3 separate regions of the Mus musculus genome follow, and all the other regions are linked to region 1. A link is a contact called in public Micro-C data. All regions are on one chromosome and are shown on one strand. The core of a region is the stretch at or near the end of the contact, and the rest is flanking DNA. Distances in the headings are between cores, read along the strand shown. Region 1 holds the start of Nkx1-1 (NK1 homeobox 1). Region 2 holds the start of Mnx1 (motor neuron and pancreas homeobox 1). Region 3 holds the start of Msx1 (msh homeobox 1).

Region 1 (4,264 bases), core at 379-2,878:
AATGCCAGAGGAGGCCTCCACGTTTTCCGACCCAGGGCCGGTGTTCAGCTCTCAGATCGAGTTGACGCTGACATACTGGAGCATAAAATCGCAACTCGAAAATAACCCAGCTCAAATGACCCAGGTCGCATGAAGAGTGCGGGTGTCCTGTCCTCAACTCCCAGGTCTTAGCAGGACAACTATTCCCTCAGGCGACACGTAGCCAGTCATCCCTGCCCCAGCCCTGCCTGGCTGCCCTCTCCCAACTGTGCAGCGCTCGCTCCCTCCCTACACAGCTCCAGCAGGCAGCCGCGAGTTCCTCGTAGACCAACCCCTTGGCGGAGAGAGGGGTCCAACTGCAGCCTGCATGGCCTGCCCTTCCTCTCTCTAGGAACGGAAGGTCAATGCAACCGCGTTGGTAGAGCTGGCGGCCCCAGTCCAGTTCTCCCTGAGCGTTCTGGTCCATGAGAGGCGCAGGGGCCAAGAAGTTAGAGGAGGACGGGGGAGGGGCACAAAAAGCAATCAGGAGCTGGTCGAATGCAATTCGCGATCAATAGCGGCCCCTAATAAGTGTAATAGGTTTTAATCGAGTAATTATCCGAATTTTGACCCTATAATTTAGATGTTCGGGGGGAGTTTGCAAGGTGCTTGAAAGAGATATGCATGCGCCGTAATGGGATATCGACCGCAAAGGGGGCGCGGGCCGCCCCATTACCGGCCGCTTTCCGCCGCTAAGCACATTTCCCTTTAACTGTAATCGAAGGGATTTAATTGTTTTTCCAGAGATAACCAGCGTTTTGTCACAATTAGTCTGATTTGTCCAAAGGGGGAGGGCCGGGAAGGCCACGGTGGGGGTGGGTAAGTCACCAAGTCAGTCGCCGCATGTCCCTTTGCCTCCAGCACCAACTACCCTCCAACACCAAAGATTGACTAGATGAATCCTGGACCGTAGTCGCAACCCCAAGGCCCCAGATTTGGCCCAACAGAACCTTTCCAGAAGCGTGCAGCAGTGAGGGCCCTAGAGTCCGGGTCGGGAGGAGGCCACGGATGCTTGGGGCGGACCCCGCGCTCTGCGAACTTTCCACAGAGCCCGGCGGCGCTTGGGTCAGGCCCAGCTCGCCGGGAGCATAAACATTCCGGAGCAGTCGGTGTCCTCGCCCCTATCACCAACCCCTTATACTCACTTGTAGGCTCAGCTCCCGCGGCCGCTGCGACTCCTGTGGCGGCGGAGAGGGCTCGGCGTTCTAGCTCTGCGCGCGGCGAACGTCCGGAGGCAGCGGGGACCGCGACGCACGCGGCCGGGGCGCATGGGGCACACGTAGCGGGCACCACAGGGCCCAGTAGCACGCAGCGGCGTCTCCTACTGTTGAACTTGTTGGGATCTAGGATGTCCAACACGGAGAAGGAGGTGGGGCGCGGGGGCGCGGCGGGCCGGGCCGCTCCAGCCCCCTCTGGCACCGCGGGAACAGTGTCGCTGGCCGCGAGCGGTGGCACTCCAGCCCGGGGAAAGATGGGCAGCTCAGCTCGTCCGTCCATAGTGTCCCGAGCTGTAGCCGCAGGAGCCGGCGGTGCGGGCCCCGAGCCGGGCCCGGGCGGTGGCGGTGGCAGCGCGGGGACGTCCCCGGGTGCCGCCGGGCCGCTGGTACTCATGCGGGCCTCGGGCCGCTCAGGCGGCTCGGGCCCCCGCTACCTACTGGGATCCCATCCCTGCGCCCCGCAAAATCAGCCTCAGCCCAGCTGTTCCCGCTCTGCTGGTGCTGCCTGGCCTTGCCTCCGCCACCGCTTCAGGCGCCCGCCGCGCCGGGCCAGTGCATTTATGGCGGCCCCGCCGGAGGCGCCCACGCGCCCACACGCCGCACACACGTGCGCCCGCAGGCGGCCGCAGGGTTCCGCTTCCCTCGTTAGCGCTCACGCCTAATTGGCTGCGAACGGTCCCAAGCGGAGTAGGCGGGCCCGGTACGGGACTCACGGACTGAGCCGCAGAGACGGACAGACAGACGCCCTGCCCGGAGCCAGAGCACAGTCCACTGGAGGCTGGGGTGCTCAGCACCGTGCCGCTGCGCCTCCGCGGGGCTGGAAACTGCGTGCCCGCCTCCTTGGCGAAGGGGGAGGAGACAGTCGCCTTTTAAATAATTGCGGGATCAGTTGGCTGTGGAGGGCTGCAGAGGCCCCAGGACGTGGGAACCCACGCGCCCCGAGTTGGCCTGGACATCCCAGCTCAGGGTACCGCTAAGGCAGGTCTCTCCTGCTGCCGTGGCACGCGGGGTTCTGGGCTATCCTGGCACCAGGGGCTCTCGCGCCTTCCGCTGCTAGGACGGAAAGGGAGAGAGGGGTTCTTGCGGGTTCTGAGTCTCTCCAGGGTCTTCAGCCCCTTGTGGGGCGTGTTCCCAGAGTTTCGGTTTCCGCTGCCCTCGATTGCTGTTTTTCCGCGTCTGGAGCAATCTGGTCAGAATCTCTGTCCCTCCATCCTCACTGGCTTTGACTCCCGCCCCCTTGGCTGGATCAAATTAGGGACGACTCGAAATCCCCCGCAAGAGGCGGGGCTGGCGCCCGCGAGTGACGCTCATTAGAAGTGGAATCGAAATGAGTAGGGCTAGACGGCCGTCCTAGTCCCCGCCCCCCCCCCAAAGGGTGACCGAAAAATCGCACAAATAGCAGGTGGCCTACATAAAGATCGATACCCTTCATGTAACGGGAAAATATGTGTTTCTTCCAGAAATAATACGGAAACTGTCCTCTTCCCCATCCCTAACAAATCAGAAGGGCCGTTTGAGGCCTGAGCGTTTGTGCACCGTCTTGTCCAGTCTGGAGATTTACAGGACAGTCTCGGCGGACGACCTCGGAAGGTCGAGCCCGGCTTTGGAGGATGAGGGTCAGGTAGCCGATGCTTCGCTTCCTAGTTTTCCTCCTCCTCTCGCTCAGGCCAATGAGCTGACCCGCCTCTGAAGGACCCAGGTGGGACCCGGCGATGGAACTGGCGTGCCCAGAGTGTGAGTGTGTGCGCCTACGACGTGTGCTCCAGCGGGTATGCATTCCTCCTCCCACTACGGTCCCGAGAGCCTGCTCTGCACAAGGACGGTCCTTTGCAATTACCGCGGGCAATGATCCTTCGGAAGCAGAAATTAAAAGTTAGGAGAAATAATGGGGGACCGATCGCCTGTAATTTGGGCCAAGCTCGGACATGCTGAGCCTCTGGGAGGCTGGGACAGGAGGCAGAAGGAGGGGGGCAGGGCTCTCCTCCCCTCAGTTTCTTCCCTGCCCCCTCCCACCCTCACCGCGCTGGTCCATCCTGAGATTCTAATCAGACCCACAACACTGTGTCCTTCCTTGCCAGGACCTGATTATTCTTTATCTTTAAATTATAAATCACCTCTGGGGAAGGAGGGTGGGTAATCTCTCATCACAGTGAGGTAATTATCTTCTTCCCGCCCCCATCTTGGTCTTTGCTCCCTTCCTCTTCTCAACTGAGTTTGAATATAGATGTACACGCCCCATTCTCTTACAAACACACACACACACACACACACACAGAGAGAGAGAGAGAGAGAGAGAGAGAGAGAGAGAGAGAGAGAGAGAGAGAGTCACACTCATTCAGAAGCCGCCAACACACAAGCAGGAATTCATTCATGAGCACCCACACCCAGTCAGAAGGTGGCTCAAAAGGGCAGTGCGCTGCACCCCGTCACCCCTCCCCCATCTGCTCCTCCTTCCACTTCCTGTCTCTTTTAAGTCCTTTGGTGAGGACTGCACACAGACCGGCTGCCAAGTCCCCATCTTCTTTGCTTCCCCAGGAAGCAGAGCCACTGGGTGCAGAAGGGAGCTTCTTTTGGGAGGGGAGGGCAGGGGAGGACAGGCCTCATGTGCAGAGCTGGCTCTGGGTAGTGGAGACTCTGGGACATCCCTACAAGCACCCACACCCCCCCACACACCCCCCCACACACACATTTGTCACTAGCACAAGTCAGCAGAGGGGTGAATGTTGGCAAACATTTAACAGCAGCTGCAGCACCCACACCTTACTGGGTTGGAGCTGGCCTGGCTGCACTCTCAGCCATGACACCTGCCTGTGAGGAAGTACAATGACCTGTGTAGCCCTTTCTGTGCAGCCTTCCTTCAGGACAAGCAAATGCAAGCAAAGTGGTGTTTCCTAGAACGTGAGTTGTAGACTGCAGCTAAGACACAGACAATGTAATACAACGTGTTAACAGAGGATATGAAGTGAGATAAAGTAACACGTTATAGAAAAACAGGCAACTGGATGTTGGGTTTTGTTGTTGTCATTGTT
Region 2 (4,674 bases), core at 1,506-4,005, 4.0 Mb before region 1:
GGGATGGGTAATTTGCTTTATAGGAAGGTCCACGCCCCCTGCTTTAGTTAAACAAGGCTACAAATTCCCAGCTTGACAATACATTAGAACTCTAATTAAAACGCTGTCTTGGAAGGGATCATTTGGGAAATGCCATCCAGTAGAAACAACCAATTAAAGAAAACCAAGCTAGTTTTCCCAGGGGAGAGGGAAGTCCCAGGAACAGAACATATTCAGCCACCCTCCGCTGCATTCCTTAGTGTCCATTGGGATCTGGGGCTTGGCTTTCTTTTCCTAATGTAGACCTGGCCATACTTTAAATGCCCACACCATGAGACATCATGGGCTGGATATTCTGGCAAAGGGATCCCACTTACATGGATTTTGATTGATCCTGGGCTCCACAAAAACATCCCTTTTCTCCCAGAGACCACTTGTGTAGCCAGTAAACCCAGAGCTATGGAGGCCTGTTGTTGACCACTGGTCAGCTCTTCTCAGGACCACTATGCTTCTCAGGCCTGGAAAGTCCAGCCATAGTGGACATCTGAAACCTGGGTTCCTCAGCCAGGCACAGATCCTGCCTAGGACTTAGTGAATAGGAATGATTTCAGAGATGTCTGAGCTGCAGTCCAACTGAGGTTAAAGGGAGCCTTTCCTCTTTGCTGAGATCAACAAGGCTAGTCTTCTTGGAGCCAAGCTGGGAAAAACCTGGGTGGCTGCGAGCAAACAAGTGCGCAGGCTGTGATTCTCTCACCACCTTGCTACTTCTGCGGTTCTCTGGGGCCCCAGCTTTCTCTGTTTAGTCATGACCACCGCTTCCAGCAGAGGAATCTGAATTCTGGCAAATGTTTATTTCTGTTTTCTTTTTTGCTTTTTTTCTCCCTCCAGTGCCTGCATCTTCCCAGTCTAAACAAACCCACTCAGACGGAAACAATGGGGTCTCTTTGTTTGGGTGTTGAGTGGCTGACAGGAGAAAGCCATATACATCTTCTGGTCCATCCATTCAGGAAAGGCAGCTTGCCCCTATCCAAGTCAGGCACAGAGCAGAAATCAGAGCCAGGGTGCCCTACACAGACGCTGCATGTGCCAGGGAAGTCGGAAATGTCCCCCCTCCCGCAAGGTTGTCCCTATTGGGTAACAGAGAGGATGCAGAAGACTGGACCTTTGTGCCCTCACCTTGGACAGGAACTCCCCAAGGTGTTGAGCACCTGAAGTTCCCAGCCAGGCACTTTCTATTTATAGACCCGGTGACCTTATATTCAAACAGACCAGTTCGACATCATTTGGAGGGACGCCCACCCTCACCAACACACACACACACACACACACACACACACACACACACAGAGAGAGAGAGAGAGACAGAGACAGAGACAGAGACAGAGACAGACAGAGACAGACAGAGAGACAGAGACATGCAAATGTCTTGCCCTTCAAAGGAAGGCAGAGTCCTTACAAGGGCCACGGAAGAGCTACTTCTGGACCCAGTGATGTGTCTCTTCATAGCCTATAATGGAACCTCTGACAAAGTTCATTTTCTCAAGATAAGTCCCCGGTTTCAGCGACCCCCAAAACCTGCCCTAATCGAGGCTAGCCTTTCCGCGCACTTCCTTGTCCAGCTTGCAGGTTATTCTTTAGGTTTTAGCCTCACACCTCCAACCTCCCCTGTCTGTTAAGAGAGATAGAGAGGCCAAGGCCTGCTTGTGGCCATCTTAATAATTTGAGGCTCCTTTCATTCTGTGCGGCCCACGAGAGGCCTCACAGGCCCAGGAATGAGCCACAGAGGCTTCGATGCTCTTCCACAGCTCGCTAGGAGGTGAGAGCAAAAGGAAGGGGGTGCGAGAGAGGAGGATGCGCGTGAGAACTGTCCGGGTGCGGCGCAGGTACTCACAGCTGAAGTCCGGCATCTTGGGCAGGATCATGCCCGCAGTAGACGCGCGCAGCCACTGGTCCAGTTGGAAGGTGCTGGCACCCAGCTTGATGGGGTCGGCAGGGTGCGCAGGGTGCGCGCCCTGCACCTGAGGGTATGAGTAGGAAAGCGCCGGGTGCTGGCCAGCTAGCGCGGCCGCTGCAGCTGCTGCCGAATAACTGTAGACCGGGTGTCCATAGAGAGCCGCCTGTGCAGGGAGGCCCGCGCCGCCCTGTGCGCCCCCCGGGTGCAGCCCCAGTGCCAGGCCACCGGCAGCCGCGGCAGCGGCAGCGGCAGCCGCGGCGGCTGCTGCACCAGGGTGCGCGTGGTGGTGGGGAGTGCCCGGCCCACCCGCCGCGCCGCCGCCTCCTCCGGCGCCCAGGAATCCGGGCTTGGGCAGCAGCGCGCAGTGTGCAGCCAGCAAGCGTGGGGGCGACGGGCTCTCAGCTCTCAGCCGGTCACCGGGCGCTGCAGTGGCCTCCGAGGATGCGGGACTGCAGCTACGGCTCGCCCCGCTACTGGTCCCCCCGCCGCCGCTGCCGCCGCGGCCGGGACCAGATACTGTAGTCGCGAGGGAAGTGACCAAGGCCAGAGGCGCGCTCTGCGTGGAGGCGGCTCGCGGGGGATCCACGGCCAGCAGGGCGTCGATGCGGAAATTTTTGGATTTTTCCATCGGCTCGATTGGAGCTGACAATCAGGGTCCAAGGGTGGGCGATGCAGTCGTGTGCGGGCTTACGGAGACTGAGCGTGGCGGTGGCCAGCCTTGGGGCCGGTATTGTTACTGCGATTTTTTGCCAATAAAGTCGCAGCCGGAAACTCAGCTGAGAGCGACCATCGTCCAGGCGCCTCCTCTTTGCGGTCCTCGTGGGGACCGCGCTCCACTCACTGGTATGAACTTCCACCGGAGCGCTCCTGCGAGTTTGTGTTGGGGAGACCGGCTCTCTGCTCTCAAGAGCTCAAGCGACCGCATCGAGGCCACTGGTGCCTTGGTGGGGACCCGCGCCCCTCCGCACACTTGAAGCTCAGGGCGGTCTGGGATTGGCGCGCTCAGCGGGGGCCCGAGGAGGGCTGTCTGCCCGGCGATTGGCCGAGGGGCTCACCTGTCACGGTCCAATTAGCCTGACGCCCCGCCCCTGCGCCCCCAGGTCCTAAGCAGCCGGTGGTGAACAGCGTAGGTGGCCGGAGGAGGCAGGTTGGAGAGTTTGGAGGCTGAACACAAGCTTACTGCTTCCTTGCTGCTGGGAGAGTGGTGAGCGCCAGTAACCCTGGGTCCCAGTGAGTGCCCCCCGAGTCCCTTTGACACCTTGTTCCTCCAGAGGCGGACGCCTTATCTTCCTCCAGCTACTCGCGCTCCCTTGAGGGAGTTGTGGAATGTTCTGCACTGAGGAACTAGGTGGGTCCTCACCCCTGAAGTCCACTAGGTACCCAAAACGGGACCCTGAGCTTAGTACACTGAAGACTGTTCGGTTTCCCAAAATCTCTCGCGTTCCTGAGTGTTGATTGCTTCAAGATGGTTTGCGTCCCTGTCATTAACCCTCAGCAGGTCGAACCTTCTTATCTGCCCCTCCCCCAAAAGTATCATGCGCCGCAAATGTTTGTTTGTAGGGTTTCGGTGTGTATAAATACGGTATTAGAGGTTGAAGCCTACAAATCTTCAGTCAGAGTGGAGAGAGAGCAGTTTTCCAACTCAGAGATGCACATTGACTTGAAGGTCGTTTGCACAGGTGCCACTGAGCCGGACCTAGGTGAGAACCAAGTTCTATTAGAGCCTTGCCTTGTGGGGGTGTAGGAAAAAGGCTTTGCGGGAATTGGCCGAGGACTGCTCCCTCGGACTGAGCCAGTTCGCAGGCTAAGGGAGCCACTATCAGGCTCTCGCCTCCTCCTGCCGGCCGAGTTCAGGAAAATCAAGAAAGGGCTTCCAGAGACCGTATTAAAGTGTGAATCCAGACCTCAGCCTGCGCACATATCAAATATTTACTGTAAACACGCTTCCGGGGGCTTTTTTTTTTTAATGTAACGAATCAATAAGTAGTTTGAGAAATCAAGCTTTCTCGCTAGCTCCATTCTCGGGTATCTTCCCCAAACACGAGGGGAAAGTGGGAGGGAGTTCCAGGTCTCTGGATCGCGGCTTCCCAACCAGGTGAGAGGTTAATAAAAGATCGGAAATGGCCCAGGGAAGGCCAGGAGGCTAGGACAATCCTTGTTGGGTGAATTTAAAAGTAGCAGGCAAAGCTGTTTCAAGAGGGATTGGGGGTGGGGGGTAACGATAAATATAAGTAAGGACTATATTTTCCCTGTCAACAAGTTTTGTTTAGGAGAGATTTAACGCAGTGATTCTGTTGGGATGAGTGAGTAGGTTTTTTGTTTTTGTTGTTTTTGTTTTGTTTTTGTTTTTGATTTTGGAGACAGGGTTTCTCTGTCTAGCCCTGGCTGTCTTGGAACTCACTCTGTAGACCAGGCTGGCCTCGAACTCAGAAATCCTCCTGCCTCTGCCTCCCAAGTGCTGGGATTAAAGGTGTGCGCCACCATGCTCGGCTGAGTGGAGTTTTTATTATGACAGGGTGGTCCTGGCTGGAAAATCTGGAACCCAGCGGGGAACATCTTGGAGTAAGTTGTGCACAGCTTTGCAAAGGCCTCCAGCTAGTCTGAAAATAGTACAAGCACATAGCTCTTGTCTTTAGGTGCTGTCTCTTTGGGGTGATGAAAATGCAGCTCTGCCTTTTAGAGGGTTAAAGGAACACTTGTGTTCCATGAGTGGTTCCCTGCCAGTTCTCCTATCTTGGAAG
Region 3 (4,871 bases), core at 453-2,952, 4.4 Mb after region 1:
CTTTGGTCAGCAGCAACAGCCCGGCTCTGGGCCACCTTCCTCAAGCTTTAGGCCCAGGGAGGGGCTGTCTTTTCAAAGACGTTTAATCCCCAGATAAAAATCGTTCCTCAGCATCACGCCATTGAATTTGCAACGCTATTATGTAGGGCGAAATAATCGGAGGAAACGAGGAAAACTTGGGAATTTCCCGTGCTCCTGAAATATCTTCGAGCGGGTTCGCTGGGGAAAGGAAGCCTAAGGGCCGCAAGGACCTAGGACTATCCTGGAACACGTCGCTGGCTGCTGGGTCCGCTTCAAAAGCCTGGTCCAACACATTCGGACACTATAGCAAAGTGGTTAATAGGGAGCTCTTTTGGTTGTCTTGTTGTCTCCACCACCACCACCATCCCCCCTAGTCCGCGATCGTCCCCTCTTGCTAAATCATCCACCCGCCCAAAACACCAAGTTTCTGCTTAAAATTAGATGCGCGGTGGGGCAGGAGTTTTGCAGAACTCCGGAACCCTTTGAGAGGTTCTTTAAATGGGGAGCGCGAGGTTACGGCTGTCTACCAGTAGAAAGTGAAACTCCGCAGAGCTAGGATGTACTGGCCGCTGCGCCCATCCAAGTTGAGGTGCAAAATAACTGAGTTTAGGGTCAGGTGGAGAAGCAGGGCACCCCTGGTGTCCTGACTACCGGAAGAATAAGAAGGTCCACAGACACCCGCGCGCTACAAGTGAAGTGACAGGCTCGGAGGCACTGAGCCAAGGCAAGGAGCGCGGACTAAGCTTTGCCTGCTTTAGGCCTCTAACTCTCTTCCTGGGTGGGAGTGGGAAGAGGCTCAAAGGCGGTCTTCCCGCCAACGCAACCTCTGCACGGCCTCCAGGTACCCAGTTGCAGGTACGCCGACGCCCGAGACAAGCCGGCGCCGGCGCGCGGCCTGGCGCCCTCGGGCCCCACACCCCCTCTTGGCCCCTTCGCTCTCCATCCAGGGCTGGCTACTTACTGGCTGGGGGCGGGGAGAAGCGGGGACTCTGCATCCACGGGGTCCGATCTAGTTTCTCGGGGCTTTCGGCCTTCACCAGAGCATCTTCTGGCAGCTTGAGGAGTCCTCCGACTGAGAAATGGCCGAGAGGCCGCGGCGAGGAGGGCGCATCCGGGGCGCCCAGAGACCCGGGCCGGGTGCCCAAGTGCTGCACCGAGCCACCCGCTGCCTGAGCCCCTTCGGAGGCCACCAGGACGCTCTCCTTGGCCCCGGGCTTCCTGTGATCGGCCATGAGGGCCTCCACGCTGAAGGGCAGGAGTGAAGCGGGCACTTTGGGCTTGGCCCCCTCCTCATCTGTGCCCATGGCGGTTGCGGTGGCCGCAGCAGCCCCGGGGGCTTGGCCAACGCCTCCCCCAGCAGGCTTGGCGAAGGCGGAGTCCTCCACTTTGACACCGAGTGGCAAAGAAGTCATAGCAGCAGCCGGGGCCATGCAGAGCCGGACCCCCCCTCCAGCCGCAGCTCGAGACAGCCCTGGATCATGGGTTTCGGGCAGGCTGGGAGCGCGACCGGCTTCTGCGAGCTCCTGACCGGCTTCTGCGAGCTCCTGGGTTCCTGGCCCGGCCGGCTCTCGCGCGCGAGCCTCCTGCGGCTTCCCCAGAAGGCCAACTCGAGCGAGCGGGGCCTGGATCCCTGCGCCGCTCAGGCCGAGTTCCCAGGCGCACTCGCCGGCTCCGGGTCCGCCGCCGCTCCCCTGAGAACTTGTTAATAAGGCAAGGCCAGCGTGGCAGCGGCCAATCAGAGCGCGAGGGGGCGGGTCCGGAGAGAACCATTGGGCTGTGCTCGTGCCCCGAGGCGCGCTCGGCCTGGGGGCGCTCGGGGAAGGGCCTGACCCGCACAGGCGGGACAGAGCCGGAGGTACCTGGGGAGCTTTTCCGCCTAGCTAAGTCAGGTGGGCATCGGTCCGGCTGGACCCCCACACTCCTGGATGTGGATTCTACCAAGTTCCAGAGGGACTTTTCTTTACTAGTCCTTCTCTTCTGCCAGTCGTCCTCCACCATCCTTTACCCACTTCTTCTGTTCCTCTCCATAGACTACTTTCTTTCCACAGTTTCTCTTATGGTCTGTGCTATTTCTTTCTGTCCCCTTTCCCTCTTCTGGCCCCCTTTCTCGACCACAATTCACTTACAATTTTTTTTTTCTTTTGGTGTTTGCTTTGAATGTTCATAGTTATTTGTCAGAGTAGCAAGGGATAATACTAATTTCTTTTTTTAAAAAAGCCGCCCTAAGTGTCTTATGTCTTCCAATCTTCAAAAATTTACCTCGGAGTAAAAATGGGCCTTTGTCTCCAGGGCTGGACAAAGTTAATCAAAGAAAGTACAGGTCCTGTTGGTTCTGTGGGTACGGGAACAAGTAACATGATCTGGGAAATGAGTTTGGTTCTCATGCAAACACGTACCCCCTCCCTATACGTACTTTTTCTCCAGAAAGTTACACCTCTACCAGAGAACTGCTACTAGCCAAAGAAGCCACTGGATGCCTTGGGTGAAGACCGAAATAAGACCAACAGAACCCACCAACAATCTGGCCTCAACATGACCTCAGACAATGAATCCTCAAAAACAATCACACTTCACTAACTGTGGGTCTGTCTGCTGGTGCAGAGTGGAGGCCCATTTGATGGGCCAGTAGGAAAAATAAGCAGTTCCTGGAGGTATATCTTTGGTGCAAGGCTTAAGAAGTTTTGTTTGCCCGATTTCGAAGGAAACGTGTTTTGTTTTGTTTTGTTTTGTTTTGTTTGACTGATACAAAAAGAAGGAAAGTTGGAGTGGGGACCACAGAAGACCTTGTAAACTGGGTTCGAACAGGCTGTTGGGGAGTTGGGGGGGGGGGGGCTTTTCTTTATATGGCCTCTTATCCCAGGGCCCAGGCTCGCGGCTCCGGGGGAGGTGGAGGAGGTGATTGGCGGCTCACCGGGACTGTGCATTGATGACTGCCGGGCTCTAATCTCCAGGAAACACAAGGGGCTGCCGTGGCCATTTAGGGGTAATTATCCGAGCACGGAGGGATAGCGAATTCCCTGGCCTTTTAACTGGGCGCAATAAAAAGCTGTAGATTAGGGGCGACCAGATTAAGGAAAATGAATTACTTTATTACCCAGACGGCGTCCGGGGTCTGGAGGGAGGGGTTGGGCTGCGGACGCCAGAGAGATCGGAGCCTCACATCTGCCCACAGGGCCTGGAGAAATAGGAAGGCCTGGGGCGGGTTCGGGAATACTCGCTTCTGTGAAATGTCTGGATTTCTTACGTTTCTGAGGCTGTGAGGAGGCACTGCGTAGGGCTTGGGACTCAAGCTCATTTAGGCCCAGCTGGACGCCCGCTGTACTGGGTCCCCTGAGGTTTGTTCCATGTGTATGGGAAGTAGAAGCCATACCGTCCCGTTTTAAAGCCCTGCAAACGAAAGTTAAGCGACAGTGTAGGCCAAATCCTTAGCTCGAAGCCTAGAAGGTACGGAGAACTGTAGTTTAAGAACTAATTAGGCAGTTGCTAGATCATCTCGTTCTATAGCGTCAGCCGATTTACACTCTGCGCTCGGATTAAAACAGAAATGGAAATAAATCTCCCAAATGGCTTGCTTTAGTCTAGTGTTTTTAGTACGAGGAGTGTTTTTCAAAAAGTGAGGGTTTTCAGTTATTCCACCTCGATCCCCAACTTAAAATAATTTCCTTTTGGGAGCGATCGGAGAATCCAAGTAGCTACGATCTTTTTCCCGGGAAAAAAAGTGCATAACGGCTAAAATACGTGACACGCAACTGTGTAGACAACTTCAGGGACTCGTGTACTGGCCCAGAGTCTTAATTCCTGCTTTAGGACCGAGGGGGCCTCGAACCCCAAGAATGGGGCCCCAGGGCGCACCGGGGTCTCCAGCGGAACTCACGGAGTGTGCAGCAGTCGGAGCAAAGAGGCCTAGCCTCAGGCCGGGGAGGGGGCGGCCTGAGAAGGGCTGCATCGCTAATTGCGGGGATAAACAATCTGTCACGATCCCTCAGCGCGCCTAATAGGCAGACGAGGATGTTGTTTTTAGGCGCCAGCGGCGGCCGGATCAAAGGCTGCAGCCGGCGCAGGGGCCCTTGAAGTCGCGCCCCTGCCTCCAGGGAGCAAAACGCCTGCGCCCGCAGCCCTGAGCCCTGCTTTCGGCCCCTGGGCTTTTAGAGTAGGTCTCAAACTCCACTGTCTATTCTTTTGGGGTTCGGTGTGCATTTGGGTCTGCAGGGATTCGGCGCGCAGGCTAGCGGGTTGCAAAGGTTGCAAGAGCGCTTTTGCAGAGCGCAAGGGACCGGACTCGATGGCTTCCAGAGCGCAGGACCCATGCTAAACTCTACCCAAGGGCTGCGCAGGGGAGGAAAATGCACCCCAACTCTGAGAAGGATGTCTGAGAAACAAAATAAAAACCCGGTTCCCCAGCCATGTGGCTCATTCCCGAAAACGGAAAGGCATGCGTTTGGGATCAATGAGAGCAGGCAACCTCGGAGCTCATTTTTGTCTGACCTTTGCGGATTTCCTGGCCAGTGGGTTAAGCGAGCTGACAGCCCAGGCTGGGCCTGTTATCTCACGGCAGCGCTAACCGGAGGTGCTGCTATCCCGACGCGGTCGCTGCAGGCAGCGGAGAAAACGGACCGTAATTCATGCCTGGCAAGGGCAGGGCTGGCCCGCGGCAGATAAAACTCTAAGACAGGCTCTCTGCTTGCAGCCTGCTCGACTTTTCTCCCCTCCCCCTCGCTCTGTCTCCCCTAGTCTCCTGCACCCTATATCTCGCCTGCCTTCGAATAAATTACCTTTGCCGGTTCAGATCCTAAAGACTAGTTCTGCGATCAATTTCTGGGCCGCTACTCTCCTTGGTGGCCTTTACCCCG

The links. A called contact is a pair of places that touch in the nucleus more often than the background predicts.
Region 2: a contact with region 1 is called in a Micro-C map of embryonic stem cells, with 24 times the contacts expected there. The contact joins the promoter of Mnx1 here to the promoter of Nkx1-1 in region 1. A contact is called at or near these places in 2 of 39 promoter capture datasets (cranial neural crest and hippocampal neurons) and 4 of 484 Hi-C or Micro-C datasets (all in embryonic stem cells).
Region 3: a Micro-C map of embryonic stem cells shows a contact between it and region 1, with 18 times the contacts expected there. The contact joins the promoter of Msx1 here to the promoter of Nkx1-1 in region 1. A contact is called at or near these places in 1 of 39 promoter capture datasets (embryonic stem cells), 7 of 484 Hi-C or Micro-C datasets (embryonic stem cells and stem cell-derived epiblast-like cells) and 1 of 115 datasets of contacts at active chromatin or transcription factors (embryonic stem cells).

What each region holds. Positions count from the first base shown.
Region 1 is chr5:33,432,462-33,436,725 of GRCm38.p6, forward strand. It overlaps Nkx1-1 (NK1 homeobox 1), which reads right to left and starts at 1,629. Exons shown (of 2, transcript NM_011320.1): 1 at 1,164-1,629. The coding sequence starts at 1,629.
Region 2 is chr5:29,475,715-29,480,388 of GRCm38.p6, forward strand. It overlaps Mnx1 (motor neuron and pancreas homeobox 1), which reads right to left and starts at 2,756. Exons shown (of 3, transcript NM_019944.2): 1 at 1,871-2,756. The coding sequence starts at 2,561.
Region 3 is chr5:37,822,883-37,827,753 of GRCm38.p6, forward strand. Msx1 (msh homeobox 1) reads right to left here and starts at 1,703. Exons shown (of 2, transcript NM_010835.2): 1 at 983-1,703. The coding sequence starts at 1,451. It overlaps Gm33993 (a long non-coding RNA gene), which reads left to right and starts at 2,873. Exons shown (of 6, transcript XR_868362.1): 1 at 2,873-3,004. RefSeq lists an enhancer at 2,787-4,871.